Linked DNA regions of Zea mays: region 2 is linked to region 1. Evidence: chromatin contacts called from public Hi-C data. All regions are on one chromosome and are shown on one strand. Each heading gives the region's core, a stretch centred on a gene start, on an enhancer-like site or on the middle of the called end of the contact. The rest is flanking DNA. Distances are from core to core; before and after follow the strand shown. Region 1 holds the start of LOC107275244 (Homeobox-leucine zipper protein HAT3). Region 2 holds the start of LOC100282992 (Inositol-tetrakisphosphate 1-kinase 3).

Region 1 (4,973 bases), core at 1,720-4,219:
TCGTGGCACCCACCTTAGAGTTACTTTACAGTCAACGTTGATAAAGTCTCCTCTCCTGTAGGAGTGTGTACAACGTAGTGATGATTCCCGATAATGTGCACTAACGTGAGCCATCACTCGCTGACTTACCCATCATTGTGAACCTTCATCCCTTCTTCCTTGAATCCAACCTATTAAGACTTTTCACCACACACCCAAACACTAGACATCCGTATGCATGGATATGGATGTCCCTCTCAGTGTCTTATAATTAAATAAAGTTTTAAAAAGCATCACTGCATCTCAATAGTGTGAGCTGCCTTCCCATACAAAGTTTGCACGTACTGTCCAACAACAAGTTGAGTTTGCTGTGACTGTGAGTACTCAAGGACAGATGGTGTCGTCATGGAGACACTAGAAGAGAAGCCAATGCCAGATCGAGATGTCTAGGTGACGGAGTCATCAAGAAATTGCCAAGACATCTGGAGGCTGCAGGCGGAGCCCGGATGGTGTGTGTGTGTCAACAGAAAGATCACTGCTTGCCTGTGTCCCCGGCATGCATGCACACACCCATACAGGCATACAATGCATGTCTCCAGAGAGTTAAACCACCACCGCCAACCTCCTTTAATTTGGTATATCACGATTATTTCGTGTCTTTGCTTTGCTCACAGCCCAATCTGTGCTTCTTCTCTTATTAGCTTATTATATCATTAATAAAACGTGTACTAGTTATTAGCTGCCCTGAATCAAAGTTACGTACATGCTTGTATAAAGACCAAGGGCCTGTTCGGTTTTCACGAAATCTTTGGCTGGAATCAATATGTTCCTAGCTGGATTTATTATCTAATTTATACATATAAGATTTGATCCGTTGGAACAATTTCTATTGCATTCCTGTACAAACGAACAAGCTCGTTTTCTGGTATATATATCGTTCCTGAATATCTGAAACGGAAATATATTACTATTATTCTACTGTTTTCCCTCATCATATAACATGTAAGGACTATATATATAAACTTCTATTTGTGTTTGTCAAGTCCTCGATGTCGACTTTTTTCGCGGCTAGGAAACAGGAAATGGATTACAAAATGCAAAATGCCAGTTCTTGTCCCTTCATCAGGGAGCTTCCTTGCCCACAAAGATATATATGCAAAACTTCTGAAGACAAATCAATATAGTATTTAATTGTTGAAACAGATCCGTCATGTGGCATGTGCATATATACATGGATCCACATCCAAATAAACTGGGATGTGTATGTGGTGTCATGCTGTCATCATTACTATTCCCTGACTGACAGTTAACTAATACAAGAGGAAATCCATCAGGAACACCTACTAATTAAAGCTACAGCTACAGCACCAGCAGTGGGCACTATACTAAGCAGAAGCAACACCAAATTAAACAAGACATATATCTCTTGTTTTTGCTACTAGAATCATATGCATGCGTGGTGCTCCATCGTCCTCACGCGACGCCGCTATCAATTCATTAATTAGCTTGTGAAAAAACAAAGCTAATGAATTAAGGGGGGAGGGGACAGGAATATATGCCATCTAGTGAACCAATTACTATCTAGCTAGTAGATGACCATCGATGAATGATAGAGCGTGGCTAGCGCTAAAGAAAAATACGTATATATGTATGTGTGCGCATGCATGTATATACATATGTATGCGTGTTCAGCAGGCGGCAGAATTGGTGAAAGGGCTGAACACGTGTGGCGCTCGGCCGCCGGGGCCGCCCGCCTTAGGCTTATTATCTGCACCGGCGGTGGTTGCGGCGGCGGCAGATGCTCCGGTGGCAACAAGGCGCTGGCAGGAGGGGCAGATGGAGAGCGCAGCGGCAGCGGCGGTGGGCATGAAAAAGGCAGCCGGGTGGGGGTGCGGGTGGCTGAGGGCGCGGAGCTGCTGGAGCTCGCGGTGGAGACGCCGGTTCTCCTCTGTTAACGTCTCGCAGCAGCGCTTGAGAATCTCGCAGTCCACTTCTGTCTGCTTCAGCTTGGTTCTGCATGGAGAACACATCAGGATAGTTTTTATATATATATCCAATAGATCATATAGTACGTACTTAAGATAATTCGTTGTTAAAAAGTAATTATATATGTGTTTAATTTCTGAATGATTTTTTAGGAATAGATATTAAGAATAATTGGGGACGAAGAATATATGATGGAACGAAAAAAAACTGAAAGGAGATATGGATTTTGAGGTGAATATATGAGTGATGACTAACCTGGCTCTTCTGTTTTGGAACCAAACCTCCACTTGCCTTGGGCTCAGGTTCAGTTGTCTGGCCAAAGCAGCCTTCTGCTTCTGCTCAGATGCGTTATGCACAAGCACAACACGAGCCAAAAAAAATGACATCAGAAGCGCTAATTAAACCTAATAATATGTTCTACTTCTGCCTAGCAGGACAGGACTTACAGGGTTGAGGGTGCTGTGCTCCTTGAAGTGGTCCTCCAGCAGCGCCGACTGCTCCTTGGACAGCCTCAGCTTCTTCCGGCTGCTGTTGCACCCTTCGTCGTCGTCGGCAGTAACCACCGCCGACGACGCCACTGAGTAGACAAGTACCCTGCCGGTGGCCTCGTCGTCGTTCCCCTCCATCGTCTGCAGCTCCCTCTTCACGGCAGCGAACCTCCTCACCGGTGCGGTCGGGCCATCATCCTTGGTCGCCGGGCCGCTGAGCGACAGAGAAGGCTCCAACAACGCCGCACACGGATGCGACGGATGTTGGGGCTTGAGCTCCTGGTGGTGGTGGCCGGAGCCGAGGGAGAGGCCCAGGGCGAGGCCAACCTCTTCTTGCTCCATACACAGTTTCTTCTGATCTTGCGTAGGAGATAGTTTAATTTCTTGCTGAAGTAGTTTGCCTATGGTGTCCCTAGCTGCTTCTGCTCGTCTGAGTATGTGTAGAGAGAGAAAGGAGATAGAGAGAATGGTCCAGGAAGGAGAGAGAGAGAAGGAGAAGCTAGAGGAGGAGAGGGGGAGAGAGATGAGGAGGATGGACACCCATACATATAGAGGGGGTGGCAACAGACAGCAGGATGTCCACTTGAGCCCAAACAGGCAATCCAAAACACAATAATGCACTTCACACTTGCAAAGGTTGACAAAAATGAAAAGGTAGGAATTGAATTGTACATATTATTCTACGTGTACGACCAACACCCTTTTTCCCATTCTCATATGTATAAGCAAAAATAATCCCCACACAAATATTCATTGCAAAATATTGTATTAATTTTTTTACATGGAAGGCTTGAGAGCACCTAGAGGGGGGTGAATAGATGATCCTGTAAAAACTTGAAACTTAAAGTCACAAACTTGATTAAGTGTTAGACCAATAAAGCCAAGTGGCTAGAGAGGAGTTCTTGCAAAACATGATAACCACAAAGAAATCAACACAGATAGACACAATGGTTTATCCCGTGGTTCGGCCAAGTCCAACACTTGCCTAGTCCACGTTGTGGCGTCCCAATGGACGAGGGTTGCACTCAACCCCTTTCAAGTGATCCAAAGATCCACTTGAATACTAGGGTGTTCTTCTTTCTTTACTCTTTCCCGTTTGCGAGAAATCTCCACAACTTGGAGTCTCTCGCCCTTACAATAAGGATCAAAGTGAAAGAACTAGAGTAAGGGAGGTAAGCAACACACACAAATCCACAGCAATACTCACACACACATCCAAGACTTAAGCTCAAATGAATAACACAAGGTTCACCACTAGAACGGAGCTCAAATCACTAAGAATGCCAATCGAGTGCGCAAAGACAGAGTGTGAATGATCAAGAATGCTTGGTGTCCTCCTCCATGCGCCTAGGGGTCCCTTTTATAGCCCCAAGGCAGCTAGGAGCCGTTGAAAGCAATCCAGGAAGGAAATTCTTGTCTTCTGTCGGGTGGCACACCGGACAGTCCGGTGCACCACCGGACAAGCACTGTTCACTGTCCGGTGCAGATCGCCTTCCAAAATAGGTGCAACCGACCGTTGAAGATTCAGAGCCGTTGGCGCACCGGACACTGTCCGGTGCACACCGGACAATCCGGTGCCCCCATCCGACCGTTGGCCCGGCCACGCGTCACGCGTGGATTGTGCGGCCGACTGTTGGCTCGACCGACCGTTGGCTCACCGGACAGTCCGGTGCACCACCGGACAGTCCGGTGATTTTTAGCCGTACACCGCCGACGAAATCCCGAGAGTGGCCAGTTTGACCAAAGCCAGCCTGGCGCACCGGACACTGTCCGGTGCACCACCGGACAGTCCGGTGCACCTAGACTGAGCAGAGTCTTGGCTGCTTTAGCCAAGTCATTTTCTTTTTGTCTTTTCTCTGATTCTAGCACTTAGACAAATATGTTAGTACACAAAAACCAATATACTAAGTCTAGAATCATACCTTTGTGTTGATTCGCACTTCATCCACCATTTGGCACTGTTTAACACTTAAACATTTGTGTTGGCACTTAATCACCAAAATACTTAGAAATGGCCCAAGGGCACATTTCCCTTTCAATCTCCCCCTTTTTGGTGATTTATGCCAACACAACAAAAAGCAACACATAGAAGTGCAACATCAATGCAAATAAGAAGAAGAATTGTTTTTGATTCAAATTTGGCATATTAGGATCATTCTTTGCCACCACTTGGTTTGTTTTTGCAAATCAACTTCAATTTCCTATCTCTAAGTCAAACCCACTTGTTGAGACATAAAGAGAGGTATTCCAAGAGAAATTGATCAAGAATTCAAAAATTCCCCCTTTTTCCATAATCAACCATTCTCCCACAAGAGACCAACTTTTGACAATAAGAGACAATAAGAGTATTTTGACAAAACCAAAACTCTAACTCTACTATTTTCAAAATTCTCAAGTGGTAGCTGATCCATTGCTTGCTTTGGCCTTAATTTCTCCCCCTTTGGCATTAAGCACCAAAACGGGATCATTATTGGCCCTTTAACCCCATTGCCTCACCAAAATCTTCAATTAAGAGTAAAA
Region 2 (4,973 bases), core at 634-3,133, 460 kb after region 1:
AATATAATAAATAAATAAATAAATAAATATTTGTGAAACTAAAGTAGCAAGGGTAATCACATCTGGGAGACAAAATTTAAGATTTCCTGAGTTACATAGGCTCTACTTGATTTTGAACAAGGACGCGAAGAAATAATATATAAACCTATCCAAAGCAAACTTAAGGTTGACTGACAAAATAATATAGCCTGTTATTGTATGATCTTATATCCCTGTAGCAACTTAAAGCCACATATTATCGAAGTTTCATCATAAGCTTTGTTGATTCAGAAACTTCATGTTCTTCCAATATAACAAAAAATAATGACCTAAGTGAATCACGAATATATGTTATCTGGTGTAAATATATGACTAATATTCTCCAACTACACAATACACACACTAATGATAACAATTTAATTCGCTGGAAGCCAACAGGTACACCGTAAGCATCAAACATTTCCTATTTTCATGTACCTGAGACTTGTAATAAACAAATCTATAACAATAAATATAGTTGATTCAGAAGTCAAATGCTTGAAAGACTTATTGAAACACGCAAAATCTATACAAACTATGCTTCAAAAGAAATATGAAATAATTCTCTTGTCGCAGAGAAAACAAAAATGTCCCTGTTCCAATTATTTCATTTCCTTTTTCCACCATCTTTTATCGATGTGAGCATGTGCCAAGCCTTGGTCAAGTCATAATATCCACATTGTACTATAATTTGAGGTGACTCTTAATTCAAAAAAGTTTTACTCTTTGCCAAATAGTCTGGCAGATTATTTTGGTCATCTGGTCATTTTAAACACATATCCAAGACATGTGATGTAGTTATCCATAAGAATATTCCAACATGAGAGTCCAAGATGCCATCCAAATGAAATTTGCATGTAAAAATAGATGGATACTAAAAGTTTGAACTAGAATTAACATTTGACAAACAAGCCTCCCAGACTGCTTCCAAAACACTAGTAAAATAATATACGCCCCCCAGTCCATAGCTATAAAACTCATGCAGAAGCCACTAGGGCCTAGGCATCCACTTAACTACTTAAGTGTTATGATATCGACATTCCTTGTCCACAGAGAAAATGCAGTCAATTCCATTCCATCCAAAACAATAGAAACCAAATCAATTAACAATAAAATCAGCTCCTGCAATTCCTACTCTACTGAATCAAAAAAAAAACTTCCCTTTAGAGAATTTGTCCAAGAAGGGTAACAGCATAATCTGGTCAGAATGCAGATTGAACATTTAATAAATGCCCCCACTCATCCCAAGTTTTAATCCACTAACCATCATTTCCATTTCGTTCGCGTTGGTCCATAAAAATTAAATGAAACAGAAATCATATCCCTTTCAGTCAACCAAATCAGCCATCACAGTCCACAGCACACGCCTCTTCTCCTAGGAGAACCACACAAAAGATTCCAGCGTTGACGCTGGGGATCAGCAGGTCTATTCTTTACCTGGCCAGCGCGAGCAGCTTGGGCTGCAGGAAGCTCTTGACTTTCTTCTTGGTGAGGGCGTACCCCACCACCAGCGGCTGCACCACGGAGGCGGGAGGCGGCGAGGAGGGCACCGTTTCCCCAACCACAGCCACGGCCGCCTCATCGTCCGACACCTCGCCGTGCACCCTCATCCCCGCAAACCCTAACCCCGTCGAGGAATGGCAATGAAACCGTCCACAAGGAAAAATACTTCAAAAAATCGGAGAAATCCAGAAAAAAATCGGAAGCGATCGGGGCATCTAGAAATTCGCGGACAGGGACGGTTCAAGGTGGAAGATTTTAGGAGAAGAGAAGATGATTTTTTTCGCAGCCTTTTTTTCTTTTTTGGAGCTTTAATGGCGAGGCGAGTGTGAAGAGAGAGAAAGGGACGAAGGGGAGTCTAGAGAAGAAGGAGAGGGAGAGCGGGAGGGTATTTGTAGACGTAAAGGGACCATGAGCACGGCCCACGTGGCTGCTGCTCGGATCCTCTACGGCTGCGCAAACCTTTATAGCTTTCTCTTGAAAATTAGCTCACAAAAATCATCATATTATCCTTATGCGTATACATGCGCGACTTAGGGGTGTTTAATTTCTCTAGCTAAAATTTAGTTCGTGTCATATTAAATATTTAAATATTAATTAGGTGTATAAAATATAAATTTTATTAAGTTTAATAAATTCATATTATCTTTTGGTCTTCATTTGTGTAATTAGTTTTATAATCAGACTATATTTATACCTGTAATTATCATCCAAATATTCGACGTGACAGGAGCTAAACTTAAGTTTGAGGTGAGAGTGTTTGGTTTTAGGTACTGTTGACATCTTTTCGGGCGCCATTCACTATAATGAGAACCGGCGGCGGTGCTCTATGCACAGGCGCGGACGGTCCGCGGCCAGGGGCCAGACTGTCCGCGACCTAGCGCAGGGCTTGGGTTTCCTGTCTGACGTGCCGGAGGGTCCGCGCGTGCGCAGGGGCGGCGGAGTTCACTGCCGGAGGGACCCCGTCGGGGAGGACAGATCCTAGGTGTTGTTTAGGCTCGGCAGACCGACCTAGACTCATCTGATCGACGTAGAGGCTAAGAGAAGCGGAGAATTTGAGGATTGGAAGACTAAACTAGAACTAGACTAGAACTACTTCTAAGTGTACGATAAAATGCGAATTGTATTGATTATTGATTTGATTGTTGATCATTAATCGGTCGTATTCCTCTGTATTTATAGAGGAGGGGGCTAGACCCGTTACAAACAAATTCCCCGAGCTAATTCCGTGAATCTAGCCAACAGCTGTAGCAAGAAACTCGGAACCCTAATTGGCTCTAAGCGCGCATGGGCCGTCCAGCCTCAGGGTCGGACCGTCCGGTCGCTCAATTTGGTGCTCAACATATGCCCCCTGCCTTTTCGAGGAGCTAGGCGAACCAAAAGCAACTAACCTGATGTGATCACATCGGCTTTCTTAGGCATCTTGCCACCTACTAGGATGGTACGCAAGGGTCTTGGTCACGATGGTTAACCCAACGGACGTGACTTGTTTAGCTTTGATCGAACTGTCAGTCCAACACCGTCGAGCGTTGTACTGGTCCTGACCAATTTGTCATCTTGCTTTCCTAATTTTCTAAGTGTTATGGCGTAGCTCCATAGTCGACCAGGTCTTCTCCTTGCAGGTCGTCTTCCTCCATGGGTGTCGGTACGTCGTTGGAGGTGTCCTGGTGTAGTGCGGACGGTCCGACCTTAGAGGTTGAACGGTCTGTGCCTTGTACGGGTGGTCCGGCCTTTATAGCCGGATTGTCTGCCATACCTGCAGAGAGCTGCATAGATGTTCTTTTATTTTCTGTCTTTGTGGTCGTTTGCTTTTCCTCAATGGCCTTTGGTCTCCATCTCTTTTGCGGTGGTGGATACTGCGGATGTGTGTCATTTAATATTTTTTCTGCCTCCTTTTCCTGATTCTCCTTTGCTCTGAGGCGCTGTAATTTTCGCTTTTGCGATCGTGTCAATCCCGATGGGCACCATCGGGGCATGGAGTATTTTGGATCGACTGTTTTGTTGACAGCCGCATCTTCTTTTTTGTTTTTGTTAGCCAATTCACCAAAAATCATCGCCCTTTCGTTATTTTGTCGTACGACGACATCTGTTGTTCCTATTTTAATGACATTCCCTTTTATCGTATTGTTGGAGGTTGTAGCTATATGCCCCCCTGCCGGATTAGTCAGCCTTTGGGCCGAGTTGTCCGGTAATCTTGCTGGCCCTGTGCTCGTGGACCAATTGAGGGGCTCTCAATCGGTCTTATACTGGAGGCGTCAACCTGTCAAAAACAGATGATTGAGGTGCCCCAGGAGGGGTATTATGGTATCCCGAATGGATATGGTGGCGCGCCCCACATCTGATTCGGGATATATAGTGGCAGTGGTATGTATGTATAATGACATGACATGGGTGTATGTGGAGGTGGAGGTGTCCACGCAGGTGCGTTAGGTCTTAATTGAATATTATGACCTCTCGTCCTTTCCGATTGGTGAGGTGGTCCTGAAAGTCGCCTAGAGGGGGTGAATAGGCAAATCTGAAATTTATAAAGTTTAAGCACAACTACAAGCCGGGGTTAGCGTTACAAATATAATCGAGTCCGAAAGAGAGGGCGAAAACAAATCACAAGCGAATAAAAGCGGATGACACGGTGATTTGTTTTACCGAGGTTCGGTTCTTGCAAACCTACTCCCCGTTGAGGTGGTCACAAAGACCAGGTCTCTTTCAACCCTTTCCCTCTCTCAAACGGTCACTTAGACCGAGTGAGCTTCTCTTCTCAATCAACCGGGACACTAAGTCCCCACAAGGACCACCACACAATTGGCGTCTCTTGCCTTGATTACAATTGAGTTGGAAACAAGAAAGAAGGAAGAAGAAAAGCAATCCAAGCGCAAGAGCTCAAAAGAACACATAAGTCTCTCTCTCTAGTCACCAATTTGTTTGGAGTGATTGCGGACTTGGGAGAGGATTTGATCTCTTTGTTTGTGTCTTGGAATGAAGTCTATAGCTCTTGTATGAGGTTTGATGGTTGAAAACTTGGATTCATTGAAGTGTGGTGGTTGGGGGTATTTATAGCCCCAACCACCAAAATAACCGTTGGTGAGGGCTTCTGTCGTATGGCGCACCGGACAGTCCGGTGCGCCACCAGACATTGTCTGGTGCGCCAGCCACGTCACCAGGCCGTTGGGTTCCGACCGTTGGAGCTTCTGACAACTGGGCCACCGGACAGTCCGGTGGTGCACCGAACAGTCACTATTCACTGTCCGGTGCGCCTTCTGCGCCTGCTCTGACTTCTGCGCACGCAGTCGCGTAATGTAGTGTTTCACTGTAGCGTTGCAGACGACCGTTGGCGCTTGGAGCCGTTGCTTCGCTTGGAACACCGGACAGTCCGGTGAATTATAGCGGAGCGGCCTCCCGAATTCCCGAAGGTGGCAAGTTTGGAGTGGAACTCCCTGGTGCACCGGACACTGTCCGGT

What was found. Hi-C and Micro-C count contacts between places; a contact is called where the count stands out from the background.
Region 2: a Hi-C map of leaf shows a contact between it and region 1, with 10 times the contacts expected there. The contact joins the promoter of LOC100282992 here to the promoter of LOC107275244 in region 1. A contact is called at or near these places in 3 of 25 Hi-C or Micro-C datasets (ear, leaf and tassel).

Annotation. Positions count from the first base shown.
Region 1 is chr1:111,254,754-111,259,726 of Zm-B73-REFERENCE-NAM-5.0, forward strand. LOC107275244 (Homeobox-leucine zipper protein HAT3) reads right to left here and starts at 2,970. Exons shown (of 3, transcript NM_001320548.1): 1 at 2,412-2,970; 2 at 2,221-2,300; 3 at 1,146-1,992. The coding sequence starts at 2,795. The coding sequence ends at 1,668.
Region 2 is chr1:111,714,049-111,719,021 of Zm-B73-REFERENCE-NAM-5.0, forward strand. It overlaps LOC100282992 (Inositol-tetrakisphosphate 1-kinase 3), which reads right to left and starts at 1,884. Exons shown (of 10, transcript NM_001155896.2): 1 at 1,456-1,884. The coding sequence starts at 1,628.